Linked DNA regions of Mus musculus: region 1 is linked to region 2. The links are chromatin contacts, called in public promoter capture Hi-C maps. All regions are on one chromosome and are shown on one strand. The core of a region is the stretch at or near the end of the contact, and the rest is flanking DNA. Distances in the headings are between cores, read along the strand shown.

Region 1 (6,855 bases), core at 1,815-4,314, 570 kb before region 2:
TCCCATGGGCATTTGCTTTTTAAAAAGGAAGTCTGTTAACCTAAATTCTGCTCTATAATTAGTGAAAAATGATGTGTGGGGGTTCTGAGTCCAGGAGGGGACAGCATCCAGGTCTCCTTACCTAGCCTGAGTTATTGAGAGAATAAAACCAGATGAATAAGCATCAAAACACCCTCTCTTCTGCTAGGGTCACTCCCACAAATGTCTGAGGAGACAGCCAAGGCCTTAGAGTCACACCACTTGCCCCTGGAGTAGGCCTCCTGCTTCTCCCTTGGTTGCTCAGTTTTTCTTGTTCTTGAATTTTCCTTCTATCAGAGAAAAGGCCGCTGGAGGGAGCCCAGCCAGCTCTTCATGTCCTGCTCTGAGCAGGCTGTACAAGCGCCTAGGAAGTAAAGGAAAGGTCGTGGAGCCTGGCTAAGACAGGCAGAGCCTTCTAGGGCCTCGAGTCGGGTGTGAGATGCTGGCTGGCTAGGCGGCAGCCCTACAATGCAGGAACCGTCTTTCCCCAGGTGCATCCTTACGGTCAGTGGGACCCGCTCTGCTTCCTGACCGGGGAAGCCCTCAAAGGCCGGCTGAGCGTGTGTGCTGTGGGGCCTGCTGTGAGGCAAAGTCCGCTCCCGGCCCTTCCACGCAGACGCAGGCAGCCTCTGTCAACAGCTCCAGGCTTATCTGCAGCTCCGGAGCTGTTTGCCTTCGGGGAGGCCCCGGCGGGCGGGGGGGTTGGGAAGCCTGGGAGACAACCTGGGAGTTTGAAAGGTCCCTGAGAGGCCATCTGGACCGCTCCTGCAGCCTCCCGGAGGAGACCCAGGGTGGGAAAGGAAGATGATTTGCAGGGAACAGCTAGCTTGGGCTTCTCTTGGATGTCCTGACCCCTGCCGGAGCTACCTACACTGGACCCAGATTTAGACTGCAAGTCCTCCTCCACACAGCCTCTCCCTGAGCAATTAGGGGGTCCTGGCGGGCGGAACAGGGAAGCGGGTGTGCCTGCGCCCTAGCCCGGGTCCTCCCAGCTCTCACCGGTCGCGCCCTTCACAGGGGCCCGCCTCTCCGTGTCAGAGATTAGAGCAGGGGAGTGGCAGATCTACGGTACAGGTTCTTCAGAGGTCCTCCCACTGCTCACAAGTCACAGTATTGGGGAAGCCTCGGCCTCGGCGACATTCGCCTCAGTACCTAGTCTAGAGTCGCCCCAAGAACGACCACCGTACCGGATCGTACGGTGTCAGGACGAAAGGCACAGAGGACTCGTGACTGAGCCCCCGCACCTACACCTGATGACGGGAAGTGGGGGGACGACATCCTTGCTGTGAGTCCCCCACCCTCTTTTCTCTTTTGTATTGCAAGTCTCTGAGTCACAGTGCCACTTCGAGTCGTTACACTGCCTCCCTCGGTCCAATCCTAGTGTGCAGGGATGCCAGGTTCCAGAAGGCCCAGGCCACACCTCGGCGCTCTTCTCAAGGTGTCTAGGCAACCTGGGCGCGCGTCTTACTCTCGAAGTCGCCAGGACGCGGCCTTCAGGGCAGAGCGGGGCGTTCCCGGTTTTTTTCTCTCTCTCTTTCCACTCGAGGAACGCTTGCGTAAAATGCATCTAGAGCAACGCTGCACAGTCCACAGGCAGTTAGTTTAGTTATCTGGCCATGGTTAAAACAAGGGAGATTACTGACACAAGAGGATCGCAGGTTCAAGGCCCGAATAGGCTATAGACTGTGTTTCACTGTAACTTGGCAATTTAGTGTCAAGAAAAGAGGGCTAGGATGTAGCTCAGTGGTGGTTGTGCTTGCCTACTGTGTTTGAGGCCCTGAGTTCAACCTCCAGTCAAGGAGGGCCATACCACGAATAATGACTTCACCTCACACTGGCTGGTGATAGCTGCCGGTTAAATTGGCCCGGGAACATTCACATTGCCATACAGAGACTAGCAAGCTCTTGTCAGCCTCAGTTTACCTTTCCCAGGACACTTAGGAGCAGTAGGCCAGGGCGAGGAGGGGGGACGCAGCAGGTGGATCTTGGTTCCGCTCGGTTCTAGCCCTGCGCCCCTCCCTTCCCGCATCCACGCCTCGTGCGCGCGCGGGGAGCAGACGGCAGCGGCTCCGGAGCAGAGCCAGGAGCTCCGCTCCACTCCCACTCAAGAGAGGGAAACCGTGGCAACGGCGGGGGTGGGGCCGCGGCACCGAGAGGGGGAGGAGAGGGAAAAGCTCACGCGCCCCTTTTTCTCTCAGGGCTCCCGGGGCAAGGCTACCCCGCTCTGATCTCTCCAGCCCTACCTGACAGTTACCCAGGTACGCCAGCCGACCCGCCGGCTCCCGCTCCGTGGGTCGCGTACTCCTCAACCTCCTTTAGACGCCCAGGCACTCAGTTACCATCGCCTGCCTAGCCCCCGAAAAAGAACCAAGGCGAGAGGTCGTCCTGGGCTCCCTCTCCGCCCCCATGCCCCCTGTCCCCCGCTTGGGCTCTCGGCGGGGAACGCAAGCCGGTCAGAGCAGAGCAGAGAGCGGAGTCCCCGGCGCGCAGCCCCCGCTGGCCCCGCCCCCGCGGCCCGTACCTGCCCCACGTCCTCGCTGGTTTCCAGCTGCACGTTGCCGCGGCTCCTGCTCTCACTGTCGCTCAGCAGATCGTCCTCCGAGTCCTCGAGCAGCGACGAGGAGCCGGTGGAGGAGAGGGACGAGGTGGAGAGGCGGCGTGGCTGCTGCAGGTGCGACCCCGCAGCTGGGAGCCAGTTCCCCTCCTGGTCTGGCGGCCCTGGGCTGGCCGGGGTCACATCCTCCTCGCTTGTCACAGTGAGCTGAGGGATCACCGGGGCAGGGGCAGCACGCGGGAGCCCGTTGGGCACTTGTCCCCCACGCCGCTTGGCCCCGCGGGCCCGGGGCTCCCCTGCGGCTGCTGCAGCGGCGACTGCGGCGCAGCGCGCTTCGAAGAGCAGGCGCAGCTCCCCGACGCTCCGGCGCGGAGCCCTCTCCAGCCCGGGGCTGCAGGGCCCCGCGCCCCGTGGCCGCGCCATGCCCGTCGGGCGCCCGGGCAGGGTCATCTCCCGGCACCGGAGCCGCAGCCGAGCCCACCAGCCCGCGGCGCGGCGGGGACTGTAGACGCTCAGCGCCCCGGGCTTGGGACTGCCCCGGGGCGGAGCCTCGGCAACGCCCGCCCGGCCGCGCCCCGCCCCGGCCGCGCCCCCCGCCCACTCCTTTCACTTTCTGAGAAAGCGCGGGCCTCCGGGGGCCCTCGCTGCTGCAGGAGGCTTGCAGTGTCCCGAGTGTAACGTGGAAGTCCCAGGTCCGGCCCCCGCCTTATCTCTAGACCTGCCCTCAAGGTGGCAGAAGGGACCTGCCCCGCACCTGAGCCCAGTGCCCTCCCGCGGCTTTTGAGGGATTCCTTCAATGGGAACCAGAGGTCTTAATCTGCACAGGAAGAAGCTGTGCCCATTCTTTCACTCGCTTCCTCGGGCTCCTTTCCGTGTTCCAACCTTCCTGGTCAAAGTCTTTTGAGTCTCTGGGGCTTTTCTCTGGCCTGGGCCCCTTAATTCGGAGTTCAAGGCCGTCAGCCACCCAAGGAAGCCACACCTCAAGGAGTGTGCCCAACTAGAGTCTGTGGCCAGGGTCGAGCTGAGACTGCTCCCCACCCCCACCCCTCGAAGCTCTCCACTTCCCAGCGGGCAGAGAACAAGGTCAAGAGGCGGAGTCTGACTCTCTCCAAGTATCACAGCCGGTGGTGGCCTGCATTTCCACCGCCCCTCTCCAGCCCCCCACTAGCTGTTTCTTCTCCTCCTCCCCCTCCTGCCCCTTTGGAGCTTTGTGGTTTCAAAAGGAGTCCTTTCGCCTCTCTGAACTGCTGAATCTCCTTCGTCGCGGAGCTGCAGGGTTGCTCTGAGAGTAAAATTTTAGAGATGGGTGTTGAGTGCGTAGCTCAGCGGTAGAGCACTTGCGTAGTACGCGACTAGAACTGGATTCCATGCCCAGCATGAAAGGAACGAAAAAGTCTTGGTGCTCCAAAAATGCGAGTGTTTTTTAGTGTTGTAATAGACAGCCAGTGTCTCGGGCCACCCTATCTTGGCTCACTCCTTCTATCCATCTCCCTATCTGTAAACAGAAGAAAAACTTCACACGGCCTAGAGTTATGGCTGCATACTGAAAAGAGAACACCGATGTAGAAGTTCAGACACTGGAAATCCTTCTTGTCATCTCTGAATGGGTCTCTGGCCTCTGCTTGCAGGTGCTCAGCTGAACTTCAAGGCTACTGTGAGCAGAAGCCAGACTTGTCTGCCTTCCCCTAAAAGAATTGAGGGTCCTGTCATGGAACACCTAGAACAACAACCCTGGGATTGCTGGGGCAAGCCCAGGGTTAAGTATGAGACTTGCCTTTTCTCTCTTCAGCCAGAAGTTAAGAGGGAGGAGGAGAACCTTTCGCAAAGAGAGAAGATCTCTAGATGACTGACTGATAAAGGGAGAAGTTGGGGGGGGGTGTTTCCAGGGGCGGTGGCTGCTTGTAGCCATGGGATCTCCAACTGCATGCCAGAGTAATGGGGAGGCTTTGACAGCCCAGGTCATCACAGTGCCTGCAGCTGCCACTCAGCTTCTGTATAGATTTTGGAATTAAAAAAAAAAAAAAAAAAGGAGGAGGAGGAGGAGGTGTGTGGGAGGAATGAAAGCAAAAGAGAAAGGAAACCACAGTCTGAACACTTGCTTCCTCCTTGGAGAAGTGAAGAAACAGCATGGACTCCTGGAAACGTTTTCTGGGGCAGAGGTGTGCATGTCTGAGTGTTTGAGCCCAGAGCTATGCCAGCTTGTAGCAGGGAATCTCAGAGGGTAGACTGGGACCTGACAGAGGAAAATAGGAAGAGGGAGGAGGGAGCATGTTACTGGGTACCTGTGTGCCAGGCAGTGTGTGGACAATGCTGGACTAGTAGGCTGAAGGTCTAGCCTAGCAGCTGAGAGAAATCCCAGAACAATTATTTTTCTTGTATCACGTCCTCACCCAAGTTTAGCAGGAACCAAAGAATGTTGCTGTGGGCCACAGAGAATGTCTATGCTACCTTCTATTAGGCAGAAGGAGAAGGATCAGGGATTCAAGCCATCCATCCATAGTTATAAGCTGGCCAGCCTGGGCTACATGAAACCGTTTCTCAACAATAACAACAGTATGTGCTGTCTAGGTGGATTTTGTTAGATGAATAAGGACAGGCAGAAAACAGAGGGAACTTCCATACTGAGGCAAGGCCTGGATAGGTCATAATAAACTAATAAATAGTAAGCCTCCAAGTCTAGTAATCCTCCTGCCTCAGCCTCCCAATACCAGGGCCTCAGATGTAAGCTAACATACCCAGCTTCCTCCACTTCTTGTTGCTTGAGTAGAAGGGATGTGAAGGAAATCAGTTTATGGAGTGTGTGGGGTGGTGGCCTCCTGTGTGCTGAGAAACAAAAGGTCTGGAAGGGAACAAGGGGCATAGAGCTGGGGCATAGAGGACTATGTCAAGGTTTTGGGGGGTCCTTGAGGGATTGTTCTGAGCTAGGCCACCGAGTCATTCTGCTTTGGCCACAGACCAGCTAACTGTCATAGGAAACAAAGTATCTGGTTTTTGAGACAGAGTCCAGATATGTGGCCTAGGCTGACTTTCTTTTTTCTTTTAAAGATTTATTTATTTATTTATTTTATGTAAGTACAAAGTAGCTGTTTTCAGACACACCAGGAGAGGCCATCTGATCTCATTTTAGATGGTTGTGAGCCACCATGTGGTTGCTGGGGATTGAACTCAGGACCTCTGGAAGAGCAGTCTTAACCATTCTTAACCACTGAGCCATCTTGACAGCCCTGGCTGACTTTCAACCTCCTGAGCGCTGGGCTCACAATCATGTGCCACCACAACCAGCTTTCAACCTGTTTTCTTGAGGCATCTCATGGGTTAGTCCTCCTATACCTTCAAATACTAAGGTGCCTGAGTCCTTTCCCTGTTGCTTAGCCACCTGGACTCAGTATGTGTGAGGGTTATGTCTCTCCTGGAGGTCAACAGCCATGGGACAAAAATATAGGGAAGGAGAGGCCTGGAAATAGAAAGAGCAAAGTAAGGGGTGCATGCGTGTGTGTGTGTGTGTGTGTGTGTGTGTGTGTGTGTGTGTGTGTGTGTGTGTGTGTGCACCTGCTTGTGTGTTTGTGCATGTGAATGTGTGTCTGTGTCTGTGTGTATGCATTAGTGCATGTGTGCACATGCATGTGTGCATGTGAGTGTGTGTGCTTGTACATTTGTGTTCGTGTGTGCATGTGTGTGCACGTGTGTGTGCATGTGTGCGTGTCCGTGTCCCCCCCCCCCCCGCCGCCCCCATGTGCTCAATTTATCTCTATCCTCTGCCTCCACTCCAGGTGCTGAAGCAAAATTACTGCTCACTACCCCCACGTCTATCTGGTCCTGTGCAGTTTCTAAAAGCTTCTTTAAATTAAAAAACAAAACAAAACAAAACAAAACCCTTTATTTTGTGTGTATTGGTCTTTAGCTTGCTTGCCTATCTGTGTACCACATGGGAATCCCCAGTGTTCACAGAGGTCAGAAGAGGGTGTCGGCTCCCCTGGGGTTGGAGTTCCAGACAGTTGTGAGCTGCCTTGTGGGTGCTGATGATCAAACCTATGTCCTCCTTAGAGGACTCTCACTGCTGAGCCATCTCTCCAGCTCCTCTGAAGTTCTGCAAGACAGACAGAGGGAGAGAGAGGGCAGGACAGCATGCACTCTTGAATGAGGGACTCATTACTCTGAGACTCCAGGTCCTCCTCAGTGGAACTAGTTCAGTGTTACAGGGGAGGGATTAGGATATCATTTTCCTCTGGTGGGACTAGTACAAAATTTCATTCTAGTAACACATGCCCGAGGGAGCTTGGTCC
Region 2 (6,807 bases), core at 2,459-4,958:
CCCAGCTTGTCATCTTGAAGCAAATCTCTAATGGCAAGAGATGCGAGTGGCTCCTCTGTGCTTTGACCAAAGGGTTGGGATCTGTTTGTCTCCTCTCTTCACCCCCCCCCCTTTTTTTTCCGAGACAGGGTTTCTCTGTGTAGCCCTGGCTGTCCTGGAACTCACTCTGTAGATCAGGCTGGCCTTGAACTCAGAAGTCCACCTGCCTCTGCCTCCCAAGTGCTGAAATTAAAGACGTGTGCCACCACTGTCCGGCTCTCTCTTCCCTTCTTGCACTTAGGTCTCTGACAGCTCTTCTCAGGATCCGTGAACCCACTCGGCGCTTCTCCCGCAATAGTAGGGAGGGTGTGGTGGTTTGAACAAGAATCACCCTACAGGCTCCTATGTTTGAATGCTTGATCCCTAGTTGGTGAAACTGCTTTGGGAAGGGTTAAAAGGTGTGGCCTTGTTGGAGGTGTGTCACTGGGGGTGGGCTTTTTTTAACTTTGAAAAGGCCATGCCAGGCCCAGTGTCTACCTTCTGTGCCTTCTGTGTGTAGATTAGATGTAAGTCCTCAGCTCCTGACCCAGTGTTATGCTGCCTGCCTGCTGCCATGCTCCCTGTCATTTTGGTTATGGGCTTACTCAATGTAGCCCCCATTAAGTGCTTTCTTTTTTAAGTTGTTTGATGGCTCCAGTGAAAATAGCTCTATAGGCTCATATATGTGAATGCTTATAGTTATTAGGGAATGGAACTATCTGAGAAGAATTAGAATAGTAGTTCACAACCTGTAGGTCATGATCCCTGGGGGGGTATCAAATGACCCTTTCACTGGGGTCTCAGATACACTGCATATCAGATACTTACATTATGATTCATAACCGCAGTAAAATTACAATTATGAAGTAGCAACAATAATTTTATGGTTGGGGGTCACCACAACATGAGGGACTGTGTTAAAGGGTCTCAGCATAGGAAGGTTGAGAACTGGATTAGACTGGGAGGTGTGACCTTGGAGGAAATGAGTCACTGGATGTGGGCTTTGAGGTTTCAAAAGTACTACATGCCAAGCCCAGCTTCTCTCTCTCTCTCTCTCTCTCTCTCTCTCTCTCTCTCTCTTTCTCCCCCCCCACTTCTCTCTCTGCTGCTGCCTGCAGATCAGGATATAAAGCTCTCAGCTCCTGCCCCAGCGCCTGTCTGCCTGCCTGCTGCCATTCTCCCCACCATGTCTGTCATGGACTAACCCTCTAACTCTGCTTGGTCATGGTGCCTCTTCACAGCAGTAGAACACTAAGACAGGGTGAGGAAGCAGAAAGGGAAGCAGTAGTATTTGGCCACAGAGATGATGGGAAGGAGCCTGAGGGAAGGGGCCAAGTGCCTTGGCAGCCAGGAGCTCAAAAGAGGACCCAGGTGTCCTGCTCTGTTTCTGGGGCTGGGCTCTGTCACTCAGGCCTTCAAGGTGAAGCTTGTCTTTGTTGATGGGACCCAATTTTGAGCGGGGAGGACAAGGCAAGAACAGTTGGTTTCCAGAGCCCCTGGGAGGGGGTGCCCCAGACGTCCACTAAGGATAAACTGCTTGTGAAGAAAGGCTGGGAAACTCTCTTTGGTGATCTGGGCCCTGTGGGGGCCTGAGGACGAGCAAGCCCTCCAGGGGCTGTTGCCCTCTGGGCTTGATGGCTGTGTGAAGGGAAAAGCAGAAGACCCTGCCAGGGAGAAAAGAAGGTGCGCAAGGATGCCACTACTTACAAGTTGTTTCCCAAGACACTTCTCTTGGAGGCCCCCAGGTGCTGCATCAGCTCCGGATCCGAGTGTTCATCACCCACCATGGTGGGGCCCACCTCCTGCAAGGAAAGCCACGGTAGCTGCTTAGCTGGGTGGCAGGCAGATGTGCACAGTTCCACTTCTCTTCCCCTCCCCCGGCCCCGGGGAAGCTCTAGGTGAAGGGGAGGTGGTAATGAAGGTCAGTTAAGGTGGGACATAACTGAGAGGGGAGCACAGTGGGTCCTCCCTAACTTCCCAAAAGGCTGCCTGTTGCCTCTGAACACTGCCTATCAGTGCTTTCAAGCCAGGTGCCACCAGCCAGGTTTCCTGTGTATTGGCATCACTTGGAGAATGAAGGAAATGAGAACATATGTCCACATACAATTTTGTACACAGGCAGGTAAACCTCCCAAGTTACAACCGACACCAAAATAAGAAACAAACCAACAAGAAAAACATATGTTCCTAGCAGAACTACTCATAATAGCCTAAAGACAGAAAGGACACAAAGCTTGTCAGTTGATGAGCACACAATACAATGTAGCAAGCCATAGCTGGGCGGTGATGGAGCACACCTTTGATGTCAGCATTCGGGAGACAGAGGCAGGTGGATCTCTTGAGTTCAAGGCCAACTTGGTCTACATAGTTCCAGGACAGATGGGCCTACACAGGGAAATCCTGTCTTGAATTTCCGCTCCCCGCCCCCCCCAAAGGAAAAAAACAGACAGAAAGACAGACAGACAGACAGACAGACAACAAAACCTCCATAATTTAAGAGAACCAAGCCAGGTAGGACATGCCTGGTGGGACATGCCTGTAATCCCAGTAATTGGGAAGCAAGGCTAGCCTCCAATACATAACAAACTGAGGCCAGCCTGTGTTACATGAGACCCTGTCACACACATACACAAAACTTGGAAAGAAGGCTAGTGAGATGGCTCAGCATGTAAGAGCACTGACTGCTCTTCCAAAGGTCCTGAGTTCAAATCTCACATGGTAGCTCACAACCACCCACAATGAAATCTGACACCCTCTTCTGGTGCATCTGAATACAGCTACAGTGTACTGATTTATAATAAATAAATCTTTGGGCCTGAGTGACTGGGGTTGACCGGTCAATTCCCAACAACCACATGAAGTCTCATAACCATCTGTACAGCTACAGTATACTCATATACATAAAATAAATAAATAAAACTCTAAAAAACAAAGAAAGAAAACTTGGAAAGAATTTTAAAAAATTATTTGAGGAGGAAGAGAGGTGAATGTGCCCAGCAATCCAGATTTCAACAACTGTACAGGTTTTCATGGCCCTTTGGGTATTGTCAAGACCTCTCCTGTTTCATGCTGAGCCCACTACTCCTGGCTATCCCCTGGGAGCTAGATTTGTACCTACCGCTGGGCATTGGAATAGGATGGGGTAGCGCGCCCAGCTATTTAGCTGTGGGGGTGGGGGGGCACCAGGTATCCTTTGAAAGGGGATTTGAGGAGACTTATAAAGCAGCCAGTACCACCTCCCTCCCATGTCCCCCCCCGAAACTTCACCTAGAGAAGCGTGACCTCAGACCCCCGCGTGGTGCTCTCCAGGCTGCCCGCAGCCCTCTCCACCTCTAACCCGAATTCTCTCTGCATCAGAACGAGCCCTGCCTGGAGGGGGCTACAGGTGAGCCGCTGTGTGCGCAGCTTAGCTTGGCCTTTGGCGTGCGGGCCCTGGCTGCAGCGCTTGTGAAGCGGGTCGTGGGTGTCCCCGCGGAACTCCCTGCCCATCCAGTCGCCTGACCCTGCCTGGTGTCCGCGCCGCGGGGGCGTGGTAGGCCGGTTGCGGGACCATCAGGAAAGTCCCTTAGAGTGGCTGTCGCTGTCACCCACTCCAGGTACTCACCATACGGATCTGAGTGCTGATGAGCAGATAGGGCATGGTGCGTGGCTGGGGCTGCCCGCGACCACAGTCCCGTTACTCCCTGCTCTGTCCGCGGGCGGCGCTTGGCGGCCGTGCGGACACTGCACGAGCCAATCAGGAGCGCGCGCCGCGGTCCCGCCGCCCCAGAGACCTGGAAGCGGGCGTGTCCCCGCGGACTTCACTAGGAGTTGTGGCCATGGCGTACAGGGTGCCTGTCGCCCCTTTGCCCTCTTCCTGCAATACCTCCATGCTCAGGCTCCAAAGTCCGGCGGATGCCAGTCGGTTTCCGCCTGTCCCTAAAACGTAGCAGAGCGAAAACTGCGCTGAGGACTAAAGGGAAGCGGGGACTGCGTGTCCTCACCAGGACGCGTGCCTTGTGAACTTAAGTGCACGAGGCGAGGCGAGACGCGAGTGTCAGGTCCTGGGCAGTCCTGCGTCCTGGGGTCTGTCCTGGGGTCTGTCATTTTCAAGTGTGGCTGCGGGTCTTTGCATGCCTATCTATGGCCCTGCAAATTAAGTCTGTGCATCATCTACACTCTTGGCTGGGTGCCAGTCCTCTGGCTGTAAAGGCGCGGAACCTGTTCCTCCTGCAGGGAGCCTTGGGAGCACGCGCAGATCACAGGGTAACACCTGAGGCATAGAAACGTCGATCCCTAAGCCTGATGCCCAAGAGAGGGCGGCGAGTTCACAACTAGCTGGTCCACGCCCTCATCTAGAAGTAGACAGGTCAACATTCTTCAACCGACTCATTCTGATTGGTTCCCTAAAAAGCAAAGACGAACAAAATAGTTGCCCTGGAAAAGCATATAACCAGTTGCCCTGGAACACGCCCCGCCCCTGGCCTGGAAACCTGACCTTCTTACCTAACTGGTCTGATGTATTTATATGATCCTCTTCCTGTCCGGCACCAGCTCTCGCACCCCAACAATTAGCGAGAGGGATAAGACGCATCTATGTTTAACAAAGAGCTCGTTAAAGAGGCAGAAAGGGACGTGCTGTAATGCAGAGGTAGAGGGCAAAAACTGAGGTTCTAAATTTAACCCTCAGTCCTGGGACGGTGAAAATAAAAGTCTCATCAGGGAACCTATCAAGAACCCCTACAGGGGCTGGGATGATGCTCCGCTGATTCCATGGTTCGCTGAGTTTGATCCTAAGCTCCGTTGTAAGCCGGAACTGAGAGCTGGGATAAAATAAGCTCTTTTTCCCCTAAGATGCTGGGCTTGTTGTGGTGGTGGTTGTTGTTTGTTTTGAGTATTTTATCTCAGCAACAGGAAGGAAGAGAGAGAGAGAGAGAGAGAGAGAGAGAGAGAGAGAGAGAGAGAGAGAGGCAGAGAGAGAGAGAGACAGAGAGAGAGACAGAGAGAGAGACAGAGACAGAGAGACAGAGAGACAGAGACAGAGAGAGACAGAGAGAGACAGAGAGACAGAGAGAGAGAACTGAATCTGTCTCAGAACAATCACAAACCAAAACCTAATAAGGAAACAAAGGAACAAAACAACAAACCCTCACCCCACCCCATAACAAAAAGAACCAATAGGGGAAACAAGATTGGCAGCTAACTTGGCTAGGCACTCCATGGGAGCAGAGATGATCAATAGGCATATAACCAGTTGCCCAAACCTTTAGGAATCCTAGAAATGCAATGTTTTATCATGTGTCTTGTCTCTGTGTGTTCACAGACCTTGTCAAGGCTAACTTCTGAAAGTTATAGACAGTTTTCAGGAGCTGGCTCTCTCCTCCCACTGTGTGGGTTCCAGGGCTCAAACTCAGGTTCTCAGGTTTGGCAGCAAGACCTTAACCAGTGAGCCAGTAAACTTCATCTTTATACCACCAGACACTGCCTTACAGAGAGCAAAAAAAAGAAGGAATGTACAATGTATGAGAATTTCCAGGTGTGTGGTGCATGGCTGTGGTTCCAGCTACTTCAGAGACTGAGGCAGGAGAAGCACTTGAACTTGCAAGCTAAAGACCACTTGGAGGTAACATAGTGAGATTTCATGGGGGTAAGGTGGTGGCTCACATCACTAGCCTTAGTACTCAGAAGACAGGATTGCTTCAAGTTCAAGGCTAGCCTGTGTTGAAGTGTGAAATATTGTCTTAAAAAAGGTCTCCTGCCCCATGGGCCTGGAGAGATGGCTCAGAAGTTAAGAACACTTGGTGCTCTTCCAGGGAGCCCTTATTCAGTTCCCAGCTCTCACATCAAATGGCTCATAACTGCCTCTAACTCCTCCTCTAGGGAAGCCAGTGCCCTCTTCTGGCCTTCACAGGTACCTGCTCACTCACATACACACAAAAAAATAAACCTTAGGGGCTGGAAAGAAGGCTCAGTGGTTAAGAGCACTGACTGCTCTTCCAGAGATCCTAGTTCAATCCCCAGCAACCACATGGCAGCTCACAACCATCTGTAATAGAATTCAATGCTGTCTTCTGGTGTGTCTGAAGACAGCTACAGAGTACTCACATACATAAAATAAATAATTAAAACACAAAACTTACAGGACTTTCCTCCCCACAAAAACATGAAGAAGAAGAAAAGACTCTAAAAACCAAATGTAGGTAAAGTGCTGGCGGTTGGGACTATCTGTCTGCTGAGAGCACTTCTATTCTTCAAAGTTGTGATTGTCACAATCAAGTTTCACCCCTTGTGACAAAAAATAAATCAGCCTGGAGTAATGGACACCTGTAATCTCAGTCCAGCTTTGACTCCCAATGGGTCATGTGTTTCCAGTCACCCACCCAGGAACTCTTTGGATCCACTAATGAAAGACACACACACACACACACACACACACACACACACACACACACACATCAAAGCTGAGCAGTTCTAATCCTCCCCTAGCTACCCCAAGCTCAATCAGGGGAGTGGCCAGTAACCATTTACCTGAATTCTTACCTGACTAGTTGGTTCTCTCTCCTGCAGCTCTAAATCTGATCCATCTCCCACCACATCATAGTGATTCTCTGTCTGTTCCTCTCTCCTGAGTCCTAACCCGCACAAATCAAAGGGTCCCTCCCTGTCTCCCTCTTCCCAACCAGTGGTCACTGGCATCTTTTATTGATCAATCAAAAACCAATTGGGGACAAGGACCATCAGCGTTTGGACTCACAGATTCCCAATGAAAGCGTTAGAAGCAACCCCCAGCATCACAACTGAGACATGAAG

What was found. Promoter capture Hi-C pulls out the DNA fragments that hold promoters and counts their contacts.
Region 1: a promoter capture Hi-C map of neutrophils shows a contact between it and region 2, with 4 times the contacts expected there. The contact joins the promoter of Itpka here to the promoter of Gchfr in region 2. A contact is called at or near these places in 2 of 39 promoter capture datasets (hippocampal neurons and neutrophils), 1 of 484 Hi-C or Micro-C datasets (embryonic stem cells) and 1 of 115 datasets of contacts at active chromatin or transcription factors (pancreatic cancer cells).

The regions. Positions count from the first base shown.
Region 1 is chr2:119,738,546-119,745,400 of GRCm38.p6, reverse strand. Itpka (inositol 1,4,5-trisphosphate 3-kinase A) reads right to left here and starts at 3,064. Exons shown (of 7, transcript NM_146125.2): 1 at 2,540-3,064. The coding sequence starts at 3,022. It overlaps Gm25857 (a small nucleolar RNA gene), which reads left to right and starts at 4,445; the gene lies at 4,445-4,573.
Region 2 is chr2:119,164,689-119,171,495 of GRCm38.p6, reverse strand. Gchfr (GTP cyclohydrolase I feedback regulator) reads right to left here and starts at 3,708. Exons shown (of 3, transcript NM_177157.4): 1 at 3,623-3,708; 2 at 1,726-1,820. The coding sequence starts at 3,658.